Regions from separate parts of the Capsicum annuum genome. Here region 2 is linked to region 1. Evidence: chromatin contacts called from public Hi-C data. All regions are on one chromosome and are shown on one strand. Each heading gives the region's core, a stretch centred on a gene start, on an enhancer-like site or on the middle of the called end of the contact. The rest is flanking DNA. Distances are from core to core; before and after follow the strand shown.

Region 1 (4,568 bases), core at 1,318-3,817:
CAATTAAATATCTTATAAACCTTTTAAAAAGAAAAAAAATATAAATATACTTTTTGTGTTATGACAAAATAAAGACACATTTTCATATAGTCTTTCTTTTTCATTATGTTTATTTATTTTAATTTTTTTGAGATCTTAATAATAATATTTCAAAATTCTCAATCACTTTGTAATAATACTTATCATATTTGAAACTTTACATGATAATTTACAATATATTAATTTTTTTTACCCGATTTACAGTATTATTATATAGGTTTTAAAATTTTTATTTTTATTTTTAAAAAGGTTTTACACTATTAAATTTAAAAATTGATCAAATTGTCCTAAAAATATTATTTGTAACATAATTTCTTATTAATTTTAAATATATAGTTATATTTCTTTAGTATTTTCAAATGTTTTAAAAAATTTTGTTCCTTGATTATAGAAATTATATTTCATTCTTTTCTCTCTTTTTTTTCTTGAAAAAATTCTTAATTATATATTTATTTATTTTAATTTATGTAACATTAAATTTGTAGTGAATCAGATAAGTATACTGATGAAAGAAGTATACTCCTACATATATGAAATGACTATATATTTTTTAAAATTTTCTTCTAGATTATTTTCAAGTAGTGTATTAAAGAGGGAGGTCTTTTCATTGCGAGTATTTTAATATTTTATAAAAAAAACAACTTGGAAAAAAACTTATAATCTTTTTGATTGAATAATTATCAACTAAATGCAACAATTGAAATTTAAAACTTGTTAAAATAATATTTATTTAAAAAATATAATAAATATTAAATTGTAGATTATCTTGAGAATTTTCTTTTGGATTATATGGCTAAGGTGAGAAGTAGTGCATTTTAAAGAGAAAAAAAAAAGATTGAATGGAAAATTGGACCACAAAAAGAGATAGGTTTCGGATGATGAATTTATATTTTATATTATTTTTTTACTCAATTTATAGGATTATTATATAGGTTTTAAACTTTTTATTTTTATTTTTAAAAAGATTTTACACCACTAAATTTAAAAATTGATCAAATTATCCCAAAAATATTATTTGTAACATAATTTCTTATTAAATTTAAAATGTATAGTTATACTCCTTTAGTATTTTCAATTGTTTTAAAAAATTTAGTTTCTTTATAATATAAATTAATTATCTTTCATACTTTTCTCTCATTTCGTTTCTTTGTTTATTGAAATAATTATTAATTATTTATTCATGTATTTTGAATTTATGTAACATTAAATTTTTAGTGAATCAGGAAAAAATTATCAAACTAAGTTTGATCGTAAATGAAGAAGTATACTCCTACATAATGAAAGAAGTATATTCCTACATATACGAAATGACTATGTGTTTTTCAAATTTTTCTTCCAAATTATTTTCAAGTAGTGTATTAAAGACGGAGGTCTTTTCATATACAATTTGAGAGTATTTTAATATTTTATTACAAAAAAACAATTTGGAACAAAATTTATGATCTTTCTGATTGAATAATTTTTAATTAAATGCAATAATTAAAATTTAAAACTTGTTAAAATAATATTAATTGAAAATAGTATAATAAACATTAAATTGTAGATCATCTTGACGATTTTCTTTTGGGTTATATGGTTAAGATGAGAAGTGAGAAATAGTACATATTAAAAAAGAAAGAAAAGATTTAATGAAAAATGGAGCCCACAAAAAGAGATAGGTTTTGGAAGAATAATTTATATTGTGAAAATACTATAATACCCTTGGTCATCCTCCAATTCACTCTTAACCCGAGCCCAAACTCAAAATAACGTAATTTTAATCAAATGAAATAAGTGTAATTTATATTATTTTTATTGCATAATTAATTTAGTATAGTTGCATTTAATCATGTGTTTTTATAAGTATCTTAATCATTATGTTCCTTAGTTAAATAATTGAATAAGTTGTAAAGAAAAAATAATAATCATGAGAAAGCAAGTTTAGCAAGAAATTAACAAATGCTAAAGAGAGACAAGTGATTTGATATTATATAAACTAACACGACAAATCATGATATTTGCAACTATATAGATGGAGAAATATATTTCTTGATATTATTAATTTTCAGTCATTATTTTGGTATGTCATATTATTTTTCTATGTCGTGAGTTTATGCTAGTTGAATGTGATGAGTCTTATCTTGAATGAAATTCAAGAAAAATATTATTAATTTCAAAAACTTTTAATTAAGTGATCTAAAATATTATGTACAGTTATTTTTTTCTTAAACTCGTAAAAAAGAGTATAGAGGAAAACATATGATATTAAATCATTTAAATGTAAATTACTTTACTACTATATATAAGTGTGATGAAGCACACAACTCTTGGTCGTCATGCTAACTTGACGACTAAGGGGCAATTTTGGAATATAAAAAATAGGTGTTTTGATTGTGGTGTACCAAAATGTTATAATGGTCATATTTTTTCTTTGTTAGATAAAAAAATCACACGATAATATTTATGTACTTATTTGTCCTGTTAAACAAAGCACTATTTTTAATATTGGGGATCCCACCCAGTACTGATACTAATTGATCTACGCGCCTTATGCATTTTTTAGTAGCTGGAGTATTGTCCTCCATTGAGTTTCAATGACACGCGCTTCAGCTGCAGCTATTTTAAATTGACTCATTCAACAAAAGTGGCCCCTTAAACTTTTACAATGATGGTTCATACTATTTCTTTTATCTCCTTAGCATTTTAGGAGGTCATGAGTTGTAGTTTTTAAAATATTTTAAGGGAAAATGTTCTATTACCATCTTGAATTATATACGAAAAGGTTGAGACACATCCGAACTTTAGGAGGGTCGTATTACCCTCATAGACTAATTAAAATCATATTTTTAACAACCTTAGTGCCAACATGGCTCACACGTGTGTCTACGTGGACTCTTCAGTATGTTGTGTCACGTATGTGCCACGTAGACACTAAGGTTGTCAAAAATACGATTTTAATTAGTCCAGGGGTAATAGGACCCTTCTAAAGATCGGGTGTGTCTCAGCCTTTTCGCGTATAGTTCAAGGTAGTAATAGAGTATTTTCTCATCTTTTAATTGAAAGTAGTAATAATCATTTAATTTAGGTTTTGAGAATTGAGATCATTTACACACCATTTAATAATTTTAAAAATTATGAATGCATTTAGTATTTCTATCAAGGGTAAAATGAGAAATATATGTATAAAATACTCTTGATTTTAAGATTTGGACAACTTAATTGAAGCAAACAATTTTAAAAAGGTCAATTAATACGAAACGGATGGAGTATTATACTTCCTCTGTCCACTTTTACTTGTTATTAATTTTTTAATTAAATTTCTACTTTTACTTTTCATTTTTGACATATCAAGAGAAGACAATTTCTTTTTTTCCTATTTTACTCTTAACATTAATTGTTGTTTTTTCAAATTAACTTCAATATACAATATAAGCATCATTAAATAAGGGCACTATCGTAAAATAGTCATGCTATTAATTATTTTTTCTTAATGAAAAAAGGCCTAAAATGTCCTTCAACTATGTGAAATGGTGAAAAATGACTTTCGTCTACCTATTGGACCTAAAATGTCTTTCTTGTCTAGCTTTCACGATGCTCCATAGAAATATATGATATACTAGTCAAGTGTACGTGTGTTGAACATGTATTTCATGTTAAGCCATCAATCGATATGAAATATATAAAGAAAAATATTTATTAAAAATAACAATTGACTTTAAAAATCAAAGATAAACAACTTTATGCATCCAGGCATACGTGAAGTATTGGTATCTTAATCGTCTCCAACAACGTATACTATCACACAACGGATGATTAAAAAAATAATATATAGTAATAGATCAGAAACTACAATAAAACAATATGATAAAATCTAATCTTTATACAAAAATCCATCAAAGTTTGACCGAACATTCATCCACCACCTGTAAACTACAAGATATGATTAAACCCTAACCTTTATAAAAGAATCTCTCAAAATCCGATCCAATGTTCATCTACCTATGTTAAGCAGAAAAATAACAGATAATAACATTACAGAAAATACAATAATCGAGATATTAGAACAATACCATTAAAGCTAACTTTAATACAAAAAATTCTTCAAAGTCCGATCAAGCAACCATCTACAATATAAACTTGAATAGAATAGAAATTATAGTAACAAAATAATATGATAATCAAGATATTAGAACGATTAAATGTAATCTTTTGTGATTATAAACACTTCCTTCAAAGCTTATGAAAAAAGTAGTTATAAGAATATCTCTTCCACCAACATTACTTAAATAGATGTAGTTTCTACAAGGTAATATTTTAAGTGATTTAGAAGTGTAAGATATTAGAACTTTTTACATAACTAAAAAGGAAAAAAACTTAATAATAATAAAATTTATAGTTCACTTTTATTTACCATATTATTATAAAATATTGATAAGGTAAATATTTCTTGCAAATTAAATTGGAATACCCATAAATATTAACTATAGTCTAACAATTTGAAATGACATTTTCCTAATATAGAGAAAACTCCTATATTTAAAAGAATTCGA
Region 2 (4,089 bases), core at 958-3,457, 41 kb before region 1:
CTCATCTAACTTGATTCGATTGCATGTTTAAATGGTGGATGATTGATTTTCTAACCCTCAACTTCTTCACCATTTTTGTCAGCATACTAGAATTCAACATGTGTATATATATATATCTTCTTTGTTTTCATTCAAAATCATTCTTTAGAGTCAAAATTTAGGCTCAGACATTAATAAGTTGGATCAAAATCAAAGCTTTATGATCACTATTATATATTTTTTTTTAGTTCACAGGCCGTAGATGAATGTCGGTTGGCGTTACAGAATTTCTTGTGTAAAGGTTAGGTTTAATTGTATTATTTTGATATATTTATTATCTTATTGTTTTATTTTAATTTATAGATGTTAGATGAGTGTGGGTCGACTTTAATTTTTTTTTGGGTAAAAGTTAGGCTTAATTATATTATCGTAATATCTCTATTAGTTTGTTATTTTGTGGTAGTTTACAATTTATAGAAGAATCTCGATATCACTTTTATCATATTATTTTATTGCAATTTACAGGTGATAGATAAATATTGATCGGTTTTGAGAAATTTTTTTTATGTAAAAGTTAGGTTTAGTTGTATTATTTTGATATCTCTATTATCATATTATTTTGTAATTGTTTACAGGTGATAGATTAGTGTCGGACGACTTTAAGAATTTTTTTGTTGTAAAGATTAGATTTAATTATATTATTTTGATGTCTCTATCATTGTATTATTTTAATGTAATGGTAGATGAATGTCGATTGACTTTTAAAATTTTTTTTGATAAAAATTAAATTTAATAAATAAATTCTCCATCTTTACATACTCAAAAGATACTAAATTTAATTATTATATGTATCTTTATTATTTAAATAAATATCTTATTTAATGTAACGTTGGGTACACCTAAACTAGTACAAGTAAAATAACAAAAGAGAATTACTTCGAGACCTGCGTCTGTCCAGCCAGACCTTTGACTCATAAATGAAACAAACAAATAATTTAATTTAATCCAATATAATCTATATCTATAATTTATATCTATCTATATCTATAATTTATAATCTACAATCTATAATCTATATCTATATCTATAATATATAATATATTAAAAGTATGAAAATCCGTATAAAAGTAATTTGAACTTTTTGCCTTTCATTAAATGTCTTTGTTTTAATAAAATTGGTTTTTCACTATTTTTTTTACTAATATTTAAGAGTTAAAAATTAATTAAATATATTTTTGATAAAACTTTTCCATATTAGAAGTCATCAAAATTGATGAATCCTAAACATATTGTAAAAGAAAAATAAACATAGACTTAGTTTTGGTTTAAATTGAAATTTCTTATGTATATAAAAAAAGGATTCCTAAAATTGTAATAACAAAAAAGGAAAAAAATTGGTAACAATGGCACGTACATGACTACTGTATATGATTTTGTGTAGTTTTAAAATTCACTTAGACTTTGAATTCTTTTCACCGATTAATTAATATCACTTATATATTTATAATAAAATATTTTCTATTAGAAGTCATCAAAATTAATAAATTCTAAACATATGATAAAAGAAAAATAAACAAACTTAATTTTGGTTTAAAAAGAAATTTCTTATATAAAAAAAGGACTTCAAAAATTATAACGGGAAAAAAGGAAAAAAAATTTGGTAGCAAAGTATAATGACTATTGTATATGATTTTTGTGTAGTTTTAAAAATCACTTAGGCTTTGGATTCTTTCCATCCATTAATTAATATCACTTATGTAAATTGTCTCTTTAATTAGTTCTAAGACCATTCCTTTAAAACTATCGTAGGGAAAAAATATTTTGGATTTAGAGTTTTTTATCAATTAAAATTTTGATAATTTTTAGGATTTAAGTGACAAATTTGCTTGTAATTGAAGTGAATTTTTAAAATTTTTAGTTTATTCGTGAGGTTTATAATAATAATTAATTGTTTAATCTTCATAGGCAATTGCTAATTGAGATTTTTTTTTAAAATCTTTGTTTATAATATTTTGGATATGTTTTTACTTATAACTGAAATAATATGGTAAAATATATATCTGTTTACATTAAAATATATACTTATGTTTATATTATTATACTAAATTTTGAAAATTTTTTGAAAAGTAATTTAAACTTTTATATTTTATTAAAATTTTTTGTAATAAATAAAAAATTATTTAATTTTAAATAATCAAACTTGCACGTGGATTAAACTATTAAAATAAAAAATAAAGAAGTACTCGTTGTATTAATGGAGCAATCCTTCACATCTCCATCAACATACCTTCCCTTCTCTTACCCTTTCTTTCTTCGCCCTAAATTTCTCCCCCTTTCCCTCACCAATCACTAAAAGATTCAGAAGGGAAAAAATCAGAGCATAAGGAAAAAAGATTTAAGAAGAAATTAGAGGAATTTACAATATGGGAAATGGATATAATAATCATCATGAACAGCAGCTTTATCACCATATTCGCAATGGAAGCACGACTTTCTTCTTGCCAATGCTTTGTAGACTTTCAATCAAAGATGTAAAATTACACAACTCCAAACATCCTCCTCCTTCTTCTTCTACACACTCTCGTGATAATCGCAATGAACCATGTTCCCCAAAAGTGAGCTGTATGGGCCAAGTCAAAAGAAACAACAGAGTCAATGGCTTTCCCACAACCGCCATAACGGGTCCAGTAAATCCCAAAGTGAAGTACACTAAATTGAAGAAATTATTCTCCGCCAAAAATTTTACTCCTCGTAATAGCAACGATGGACAAGTACTTAAGAGAAGTGTAACTGTTGTTGATTCACGAAAATCTACGAAGCTCAATGATAAACTTGTTCATGTTGAAGTGAATATAAGTGAATTGGATCCGCCGTTGCCGGTGGTGAAGAAGGTAAATCTGGCGCCAGTAGACGGTGGTTTATGGAAGAGAAGATCTGCCGGGGCTGCATTGAAAAGTTTACAGATCCAACAAATTCATTTACCTGCCCACAACAATTTAGTGCAACCCACCACTTTCTAAAGGGACAACCCAATCTACTAAACTCTCGCTATCTGCAAGTTCCGAGAAGAATCGAACACAAGGATGCATCTTGTGAGGCTTTTTCCACTGTCTCTCCTCAGTAACTACTACTTACAAAATTTACTCTAGAATTTTTTGTAAATGATTCTTTTTTCTTTTCTTTTTTTTTTTTTTGAAATTTTATTTAGTGTAGTCAATAATAGATTTACATGTAATACAGTAGCAATTTTATTGTGTTTTCTTAATTTTTTAAAAATCATTTATATTCTCTCACTGGAATTTTCAATTTCAAACATTAATTATGATCTGGTAGGGTACAGATTGAACGTGTTTGGTAAGACGGATAATTTAGAATGAGATAAATAAATAGTGTGTGTTGGGAGGAAAATAATTTTTAACATTTTCATGTTTAATTGGTTTAAGTATTTTGAAAAATCTATTTAGAAAAAGTATTTTTTTTAAAGATGAAAAAAAAAAAAAGATTTTTCTAGATGTGAATAAATAAAATAAGTGTTATAAATGATACATGATATTCCTAGTTTATTGTTCAGTATCTGGTGGTGCAACACCTTCAATTCACATCTCTTGATCATCTCACCGTCCGGCTCCTGAACTTTCACCCTTATTTTGTTAGTAAATGTCGAAGGCCCGTTTTATATTTTAATATGTTTTAGTTATTTTAAGTTGTTAACTGTCATAATTTATAATATTTTTATTTAATTTTTAAATAAAAATGTTAACTCTTTTTGTTTAAATTTTTGTGACTTTGATAGTCAGTTATATTTTAAAAATAATTTAAATTTTTTATTATTGAGATTTATAATACCTCTTTTTTATTCCTATGTAAAGACATTGATATAATTTTGAAAGTTAACCAAATATTTTATATATGTAAAAAAATTTAAATTGTTAATTATTGTGATATTATAGTACTTTTTAAAAAAAATTTAAATCTATAACAGATTAATTTTTTTAAAGATATTTTAAGCTATTAACTACTGTAATTATAGTACTTTTTATGTACTTTTCAAATACTCCCTCCGTTTAAAAAATAATGACTTACTTTTCTTTTTTGTTCATTTAAAAAAGA

What was found. A called contact is a pair of places that touch in the nucleus more often than the background predicts.
Region 2: a Hi-C map of placenta shows a contact between it and region 1, with 2.8 times the contacts expected there. The contact joins the promoter of LOC107869683 here to the enhancer-like site in region 1. A contact is called at or near these places in 3 of 5 Hi-C or Micro-C datasets (bud, leaf and placenta).

Annotation. Positions count from the first base shown.
Region 1 is chr4:132,622,915-132,627,482 of UCD10Xv1.1, reverse strand. No RefSeq gene overlaps it. Among protein-coding and RNA genes, the nearest start is that of LOC107869683, 40 kb to the left of the region's middle. Within about 2 kb of position 2,567, at least 1 of the 5 cell types and tissues checked has an H3K27ac peak or open chromatin away from gene starts, as enhancers often do.
Region 2 is chr4:132,663,770-132,667,858 of UCD10Xv1.1, reverse strand. LOC107869683 reads left to right here and starts at 2,207. Exons shown (of 1, transcript XM_016716168.2): 1 at 2,207-3,258. The coding sequence starts at 2,403. The coding sequence ends at 2,999.